Regions from separate parts of the Gasterosteus aculeatus genome. Here region 2 is linked to region 1. Evidence: chromatin contacts called from public Hi-C data. All regions are on one chromosome and are shown on one strand. The core of a region is the stretch at or near the end of the contact, and the rest is flanking DNA. Distances in the headings are between cores, read along the strand shown. Region 1 has its middle 46 kb from the start of LOC120812113. Region 2 holds the start of klf6a (Kruppel like factor 6a).

What was found. Hi-C and Micro-C count contacts between places; a contact is called where the count stands out from the background.
Region 2: a contact with region 1 is called in a Hi-C map of whole body, with 5 times the contacts expected there. The contact joins the promoter of klf6a here to the enhancer-like site in region 1. A contact is called at or near these places in 4 of 6 Hi-C or Micro-C datasets (skeletal muscle, tail fin and whole body).

Annotation. Positions count from the first base shown.
Region 1 is chr21:9,328,288-9,333,020 of fGasAcu3.hap1.1, reverse strand. No RefSeq gene overlaps it. Among protein-coding and RNA genes, the nearest start is that of LOC120812113, 46 kb to the right of the region's middle. Within about 2 kb of position 2,115, at least 4 of the 9 cell types and tissues checked have open chromatin away from gene starts, as enhancers often do.
Region 2 is chr21:9,413,451-9,418,366 of fGasAcu3.hap1.1, reverse strand. klf6a (Kruppel like factor 6a) reads right to left here and starts at 3,506. Exons shown (of 4, transcript XM_040167137.2): 1 at 3,096-3,506; 2 at 949-1,528; 3 at 65-188. The coding sequence starts at 3,197.

The sequences.
Region 1 (4,733 bases), core at 866-3,365:
AAAGGCTGTGCTGCAGTGGTGAGGAGTCTGAAAAGGACAGCAATAAGGTACAAAACCTACTTTGATCAAATCCTCAAAACGTTTTTCTCTTTTAAAAAAACAGTGTTGCCTCTATTCTCTATTTAGAAGTGAGGTGTGGGGAGAAAAGAGAATGACCCTGGAATACAAAGTCGAAACAATCTTTTTCTTTGGAAAAAGAAAAATTAGCAGCTGAGTCATCGCTGACCAATTTGAAAACATGTCTGATTTTTTGGGCCAAAGCCAGTCAGTTTCTATTGATATATTTCTAAAGAGCCTTAAATAAGAAGACGATGGAAAAGGGATGTAACTCCCCAGACCGACATGCTCTGAGACTGAGAGAGAAAGGTGAAATAAAAAATGATATTGAGGTGGCTCCTCCATAATAGACTTTTCCGACCCGCTGTATTCAGTCTTACCTTGGCTTATCCGTGCCCTTGCCCGAGATATAATTGAGCTTTTCAAAGTGGAGGCGCATTTAAAAGCCCCACTTATGAATTTGCATTTGAAAATGACTACAGTTTTTAAAAAAGCCTTTTCATTAACAAAGTGGCTCGCTGTAAATTTTTTAACCAGAGCAAAGTTAGTGGAGCTGAATGAAACCAGATGTTTCCCTTGACTGGCTTCCCCCCTGTAAAAAAAAGGACATGTGCACCCTCTGATATGGATACAGCAAAAAGAATCTCCTCTGTTGTGGTTTCAAAGTCAGCTGGACCCATGGTGTTATATCCACACCTCCTCTGCACGTGTTCATGCACACATTCCTCCAAGAAAACCTTCCGATAGGGACTTCCTGTGCTTAGTGCTGTTTGCTCAGTGCCCACTCCTCTCCCACCTTCTTGGCAGCAACTTCCTTCTTCTCCTGTGTGTGTGTGTGTGTGTTTCCAAACTGTATGTTGTCCAATTTCCCATGTTAAATGTGGAACTCTGCTTCCATTTGTTTATCTGTGTGCCTGTTGTGTTCGTGTGTGTCACTGGACAGATGTTCATCCGGTCAGCTGACATGAATGACCCTATTAGCTCGAGCCTAATGCGCAGCAGGTGACCCCCACACCCAACCCCACTTGAATCCCTCCATGAGAAATGTCCTTAGAGAGTGGATATTATAGTGATATAGTGGGACAGCTGGGGTGGAGACCAGAGGAGATTTCCCTACAGAATGTTTGAAAAACATGCTGAGGGTTAAGCTGTGTGCAGGTACACTGTCGCTGTTAGTTTCATACACACACACAGACACACACGTTGCAAAGCTCACTATTTATTTTTAAGACCCACTCCCACTAAGACTTGGGAGTGGAAGTATCTCAACAAATAATGGAACATTTTCAATAGGATATAAACTAGCCATAGTGTATACCATACCACCCTGACCAAATATATATCATAACGAAAACTTGCCTTGTTCATGTATTTTTATATAAATGTACATACAAGCCTTCATAGTTTATGAAAAAAACAACACTTCAACCCAAACACCAACTCTAAAGTAAGAAAGCTGACGCTAGATGGTCAGATACCCGCTAGCGTTACACTGCTATAGTGTTAACTGATTAATTATATTTATTTAAAAACAGTGGAGGTCGATTTTATTTCTATAAATTCTTCTTTTTGGTTCTTCTGTAGGCTACTCCAGCAACACATTTTAGTTATTAGGAACGCACCATAATTAAACTATTTATATGCATTGTCCTCTGATTTTAATTCCAAATGATTGTGTCCAGCTACACTTGTGCACAGCCGATTCGAAAGAGTCAGCAACCTGGAAAAAGCCGTAATCAAAAGATTTGTTCCAACCAAATACAGCAATCAGTGCACTCATTACGTTTTGATGTAATAAAGGAGGCTTACCCTTTCGGCTCCACAAAGGCCAATTTGTGTGGCACCTGTATGCATGTCCAGTAGTATAAATGTAATGAGTAAGGGAAAGAGTGACGTGATCTATGCCTTTCTCAGCCACTTTTCCACCCCGACCCCGCAGTCCAGAGGTTAATGACATCATTAGCATTCTGTCGGGGCTTGCTCAGCCTCTTTCCCAGCAGGGCCTGTGCTCTGCTCAGAGGCTGACTAAGCCAGGGACTTAACACCGTGCAAGTCTGTGAGCACAGATTGTGTGTGGATACGTGTACGTGTGAGAGAAAGCAAGGGAGAGGCAGAGGAGGGGTGGTAGTGCCTGTGTGATCATCCTGAAAGTGTCACAGGATACTGGTACTGTGAGTCAGAGGCTCAGGTGGAAGAGGAAGGGGGATGAGATTAAAAAAAAGGGTTGGTTTGAGTGGGGGGATGGGGTTGGAGGAAGTGCTAAAGAGTGAGGGTTAGAGATCTGAGTCAGAGGGAGTGCTCTCACACACACACACACACACACACACACACACACACACACACACACACCGAGATCCGTTTAACCATAGTTGTGAGCCTTCAGCCGATAAAATTAATTTACTCATCCAATACCAGTCATGATTCATTTCCACTGCACCTCCACTAAAAGGATGGTTCAGGTTTTTTTGTTTAAGTGGAATGAGATCCATAAATGTTTGACAATCTTTGTGAGGTATTTACTTTTTGGTAAAAAGAAAGAAAAAAATAATCATTAAGCAAATACGTTCCACAACGTGAAGGTATTTGTGAAGGTATTGCACTAGCATTTCATTCCACTTTATTTTATTACTTGTGCACTGTTGTCTTGTCTGTCTACTGTCGCGCACTAACCGCCAAGACAAATTCCTTGTATGTTTGACATATTTTGGCTAATGAATGTTTCCTGATTCCTGATTCCTGATTCCTGATTTGTTTAGATTTTTATCCGTAGACTAGTGCCGGCAATTGAAAAATGTGTAGTTTAACTATATTACAGATTTACTCTAACATCATTGAGAAACCTGCAATAGTATTTATAAGATCCTATGAAGCTCTTTCAGGGGAAAATGATTAAACAAAGGCCGATGAGTCAGCTTGACCGTCACAGGGTTATTTCCACCAACCTAAATTCTAACTAACCAAAACTGAAAATCTTCTTTGGAAAGCAAAAACCACCTTAGCTGGCCTCCTGGTTAACACTAAACATTTGGATTGTCCCGTATACTCCCATGATGAGGAGATCAGCAGTGGGAGCCTGGTTTTCTAAATCTGCTCCCATTACTGTCACACGGGAGTGTCCGGGTCATCGGCACCCAAATGAGAGCTAAATGAGATTGGCTCTGCAGATATTTCTCTATCACCACGGCCGACAGCTTTCACTGTCATTTTATCCCTTTGCAATTCCAAAAATACAACTTTTGCTGCCTCAAAATAAAGGTGTCTTCAACAATTTGTTTTTACAATCTTGTTTTATAGACAAAACAGGTAAATCCTGCAATTCATCCTTTTATTGGGATAAATCCATCTATATTCTAATACACTCATTACACAATAAAGATAATTTGTAAGGTTTTAAACCTCTTTCTTTCATTTCTATATTTGTGAGTACATTTTCATGATAATGCTGGAGCATACAACAAACTTTGCAGTGTGGTCTAGCGCTCCATTGAGGCCTAAATAAACAGAAGCAGGCTAACCGCTGTCTGATGGACACTCCTCTTACTCAGTGTTGTTCTGATGGAAGTGGTGGCAGTCGCAGAGAAGCTAGCACTAATGGAAACACTCACCCACCGACTCCCACTCCTTGTTATTTCCTCAGTCCTAATCGTGTTCGGTCGGTGCTCGTGCATGTGGATGTGTGTTTTTAATTTCTTTGCCGGGGGAGCAGAGGGAAAACACTTATGTAACCGAGGCCGGTGCCTTTGTGGCTCGCCGTCCTCAGCGCTTACCTCCCTCGCTTTTAATTTCATTTAAAAAATGTTTTTTCCCAACCAGGTTCATTTGCATTTACAATTAGTTGGGATCACGGCCCTGCATGATGCTCTGTGTCGAGAACCAGGAAGAGCACAGCTTAAATGTATGTCAACGCCATGTCGATATAAAGTGAGCGGGGCCAGACGGAGATTTCCGCCCATTCATAAATAAACCTCCAGCAGCGTTTAGCAGAATGGCCACTATGATGGTCACACCCTTCCGATGGCGTTATAGCTTCCAGTCTTTTGGACAGGCAAGAACGAAGAGTGGGGAGAATGCTAAACCCGGATGTCCTAGTGTCTGGCTTCTGGAAACAAGTGCAACAATGACTCAGGAGATTGTATTTTCCCCTGAGGTTTCTCTGTGGGCCATGTCAGCACATTAACTAGCAGCGGGGGCTTGAAGTGGAAGGGATTTTTCCACACGGGTGAGTCGCACTTGAGACTTGGGACGAGGACCTCGGTAGCAGAGAGCGAGGTGAGGCGCTCACAGCAGCCTGCCAGTTCTGGCACAGCGTGGGTATGTCACACCAAGACCTGAACCAACCCAAATATATCCTCGACACTGTGACGTTGCTGGATTCTGCAATTCTCATGTCAAGTATTTCAAGTGTCAACACGGAAGCAACCAGAAATAAACCAGGTCCGGGGAATGAGTGAAAAAAATGAAACACCACAATCAATGAAACAAAATGAACCAAAAAATACTGTTGGAATTATACCATTATTATTTCATCTTTAAATACTGTTCATGTTCCATTTCTGGATGAGAAAAGTTTGATACAGATACACTTATACAGACTCTCGGAAACAAATCTGAAAATAATGGAGCGATTAAAAGACATTAAACCCAAACATGAATTATTAAATAGTAATTAAGAAGAG
Region 2 (4,916 bases), core at 2,257-4,756, 84 kb before region 1:
CATCACTATCCGGATGATGAGGAACGAAGAAAAAGGAATTTTTAAAAAGTCTCAAGAGGCTTACCTGTCACAGTGAGTGCATTTGAATGGCTTTGCCCCAGTGTGCTTCCTGAAGTGTCTGGTCAACTCGTCGCTTCGTGCAAAGCGCCATACGCAGCCCTCCCACGAACACCGGTACGGTTTCTCACCTGCAGAAGCAACAAGGGGGCGGTGATTAGTCCTAAACACAAGCGCGTCAAAATAAAAATAAAAGGGGTTTGTGTGCGGAGGCCGAGATCGGATTTGTTATTCAAATGTATTCAAATCAACAACCCTAGTGGTGTGTGTGTGTGTGTCTCTCGGTGGAGGGGTAGTGGGGGGCAGGCCAGACTGACAAAACGCTAAAGATCCGAACCAGTTGGGTCACCAGCCGTGAAAATATGCAACCTGCTACGTCGCGAGTGAGATTTTGTGACGCACAACCAAAAAACAACAACAAAAGGAATGAAAAAAATGTAAGAAGCTACACGTGCAATTTTACGCCGCTAATCAAAAATAAGAGACGCTGGTGTGACCATTCGACGCCCTTCCAACTCCATTGCCCCTGGCTCCCCGCCCACTCACCCCTTTCCCATGGTGAAACTCAATCTGCTTTCAAGTCCTTTTATCTCCCATGTGCAAACCCTCCTCTCGCTCTCTCGCCCCCCCCTCCCTCTCTCACATTCCAGATAGATTAGGTCACAGTTTAGGTATCCAGCCATGCAGAGCTAATACCCACAGCGCTCCAGCTGAGGACGTCATGCAATGTGGACCTTTAATTACATTACACAACGGACGGACGACTGAACTAAGAGCACTTCCGCTCGTTAAGTGCGGTTCCGTTGAACTCTGTGAATGAATCGTTTTGATCCGAGATCAGCGGAGGAGAAACTGTTTACACGAGTCACAGCGGGCGCTCGGAAATCTCACCTGTATGTGTGCGCTGGTGTGCCTTTAGGTGGGAGCTCTTCGTGTAGACCTTGCGACACCCGTTGAACTGACACCTGTGTACTCGCCTCCTGCCGTCCGGGGACGCGTCCCCGCACACGAGTACAGTCTTTTCCACACCCTTCGCCGACCCGCCGCTCCGGCTTTTAACCGGCAAGTGCAACTGGGCGGCGACCCAGCCGCCGGTCACGCCACCGGCCTCTGAGGTGGCCTCCGGAGAGGACGGGGGAGTGCTTATGACGGAGGGGCTAAAAGGTCCAGAGCCGACCAGGACCGAGCCCAGGGGGTTGGAGGTAAAGCTGTGCGTGGGCGAGAGCTCCTCGGAACTGTCCGACGCCTCGCTGCTGGCGTCCGAATTCACACTGTTGGTGTCCAAGATCGGGCTGTCCTGATTGTCCTCGTCATGGGCCGAGACGGGCAGCTTGGGGTCGGACTCGGCCTTGGCTTTGTCCCCGTAGGCCAACATCAGCTTGCTCCAGAGGTCCTCCTGGCTGTCAAACTTGAGGTCGGACGGGGAGACGTAGGGCTCGTTCTGCAGATAGCGCTCCAGCTCCAAGCATGTCTGGTGGTGTGAGAGTGCAGACAAGTCAGAATAAACAAACCACGAGCAGAGAGAGAAGTTCCTCGAGAACCGACAAGACGGGGGGATTCCTTTCAAATAGTCACGTGCACTAACCAACCCTTAAAAAAAGCTGTACGCAATGTTTTTGACAGGAAGCCTGAACCAGGAAACGGTAACCAGCTGCACATGTCAGGGTCATGACTGCAATGACAACCAAGATGTGACACGCCTGGACCAAAAGGAACATAATCAACTCGAAAAATGTAAATAAGAGAAATATTTGATGCTTCCAGCTGCTGAAATGCAAAAACCTGCAAATGGAAACAACATTTGGTTTTGGCTGACAAAACATTCCGAACATAAATAATATTAAGAAGAAGAAGAAGAAGAAGAAGAAGAAGAAGAAGAAGAAGAAGAACTGAGCCTCTTCTAAAAAACACACAAAACCACTGAGTTCCTGTTTCTTTAACACATACAAGCGTGCATTGTCATTTCAGCACTCCAATGACTCACTGAACAAATCTAGACTCCTTTTAAGGAAGCTGCTCAACCCCCCCCCCCCCCCCCCACGAGCCATTCAGATGTTTTTTTACTCATGTGAAACCTCTGTCATGCAATCATATCCTTCCTCAGTGGAGGCCCAAACAAAGTGGCTTCAGAGTTTTTTTAAACGGGGGGGGGCAGTAGGTTTGACCAGGCAGATGTTGGGGACAGACTCCCTCCAGGCTTCTGGAGCCTTATAGTACATCTTCCAGCTGTGCTAGTGCCTACTCACCCGGGCAGGAATGTGGCCACGGCTGACTTTGGATCGTCATGTGGAGCCCACAGACGCAAATATAGGATTTCTAAAATAAAAATATACGTAAAACATGGGGTGAGGATGCGCTTTATGGCACTGAAACACTGGATTTCCTTTTCATTTTAAAGTTGACCGTGCAGCTTTTCAAAACAGTGATAGAACTAAAAAAAGAAAAGAGGAAATGCGCCGCGCTGAGCTGCGGCGCTGCTCCTGCGCCGACGCGCGGCCGCACATTTGGATCCAACTGCTGACTGATTTGAAATTCTACTTCCTCCTCCTACAGCGGCTGCAGTGTTTGCGGTGACACCAGCTCACATGGCCTGAGGCGAGCCGCCGAGTGGAGGAGGAAACGCAGCAAGAGCGGTAGAATAAAACAAAAGCAAAAAGGAGGAAAGGAACGCACGGGCACGCTGCTGTTACCGCGCGCGCTTTCATCTCGACTGGAGCTGTCAGACTGACACGCTGATCCACACGTCAGGATGCCAACAAAAAAAAAAAAAAAAACGTCACCACCACGCATGGCCCGTCGGGTGAGCGGGACGGGAGCCGTCTAAGCACCGGGGCGCCGTCTAAGCCCGGGGACGCCTGTGTGTTCAGAGCCGTTACGCGCCGGGTACGTGGAGCTGAACTTGTCGAGCGCACAAGACGCCGCGGTGGGATCTCTCAGTTCCGCTTTACCACTCAAGCTCCGACAGCGGATATAAGCTATGAGAACAGCTGATATGACGTTAAAAATTCATATATATGTACATATATATAGATATTCACCTGCTGCCAGTACTCCTCCAGTGATGGTAAGGCTGAGAAATAGCCCGTGTCGTGAACTATTTGAAGTTCCTGAAAGATGCTGCACATGGGTAGAACATCCATTTTTTCCCAGAGCTTAGTTTAAAAAAAAAATTAAAAATGCTGTGTAGCTTCAGTTAAATGTGTTTTCTCAAGTAGAAGAGGAACCAAAATAACACCCAGTAGAAGGAATGACAGCCGTCCCCTGCGATGCACGCGAAGAGGCGCTTGTTTTCAGCAGCAGTGTAGCAGCCGAGCGTCCGTCCGTCAGTCCGTCTCCCCCCTTCGTCTCTCGCTGGCGTTCAAGGTGTTTGCAAACACTGCGCCGGACTGGATGGGAAGCAACCACGCTCTGCAAACTTCCCTATTCAAACCTAAAGCCCGCCCCCTCCCGCTCCCACCCCCCCCCGCCCCTACTCCACGGAGGGACCACGCCCCCGAGGGTGCCAGCCAATCCGCAGCGTGCGACTTAGACCCTCGCAAATGATATCACAGTCGGCCAATAGCGAGCGGCCCCTGACTTAATTTGCTCTGTTCTCGCTTTTAATTGGCGCGTTCGGGCTTTCAGCGTCTCTCCGCTGATTGGCTGGTTATTTTTAGGCGTGTATATAAAGGAGCTCATGCTCGATCTCTCTCTCTCTCTCTCTCTCTCTTCACTGGTGTAGTCTGCGCTGTGTTTCGCCACGGGCAGCGCATGTGAGCCGGACCGGTCTTATTCCCGGTTAGTGGAAAACACCACGGCCCCTCTTCCCCCCCAGCTCCCCTCGTCCCCCACTCCCCTTCTCCCTACTACGCGGCTCCGGGAAACTTTGTCACAGGCATCACTTGCGACACCGCTCTTTAGGGCGATGACCTCACCAAGGCGCTGTCCGTGACATCACCCAATAAGAGCGCGCTCATGTCTTGGGACACAGTGATGACTAATGTTCGGCCGCGCACTTATTGTGTTATCAGCTCACTCGCGCGTTTACAGGAAACGTCCGTCGTCACTTCTCCTCTGCGACCGCATTAATGCATGCAAGAGAGCTTTGCTTTTAAAAACACAGAAGTTGCTCTCTGTTGTTAGTTTTAAAGGCTTTTATCATCTAATTTGCACTTGAAAGAGTGAGCGGGGGAATGAATGTGCAGTAGAAGTAGTTTCCAAAAGTTAAAGAATTTGTTTTACCCCAGTTTAGGTGTTATTGTACATAGAGAAAACGCTCAGTAGGCCCCCACCACCACCACAGAATAACTATTTAGCAGCAGTTTCACCCGAAGCTTTCAAAATAAGCAATCCTGTGACCCAGCTTTAGGGTTGAGTGTTAATGGGATTGTTCCTTTTCAAATCAATTCCCTTAAGGGCTTCTATCCTTATGAGCACAAGATCACCCAGAATTAACCCCATCATCTCTGATATTCAGATTGTGGATTTCTACTGCATTTCTAATGATGCTATATACATAATATTCTTTTTCTAGATTCATTAAAGAACGATTCCTACATAAATACCTAAGTATACTATTTCACAACAAAAAGAGAAAAGTCTAAATAAACATAATGTTAATGTAACAGAAGCATACATAAAGCTGGTGGATGTTTTTGTCCAGAGCGGTTAAAGATGGAATTAGAGTTTTTGACATTAATAACGGAAGTAGACACCAAAACAAAATTACACTTTTAGCTAAATAACTCCAATAATTCCACTATTGTCTGCTCTACTCCCTCATGAGTCCCTTTTCACACCGGCCACATGGCGTAACGTCATCCCAAATTTTTGTTATCATTTCTTCCTGGTAGAAGCGTTCTACAGGAGGAGTCTCTTCC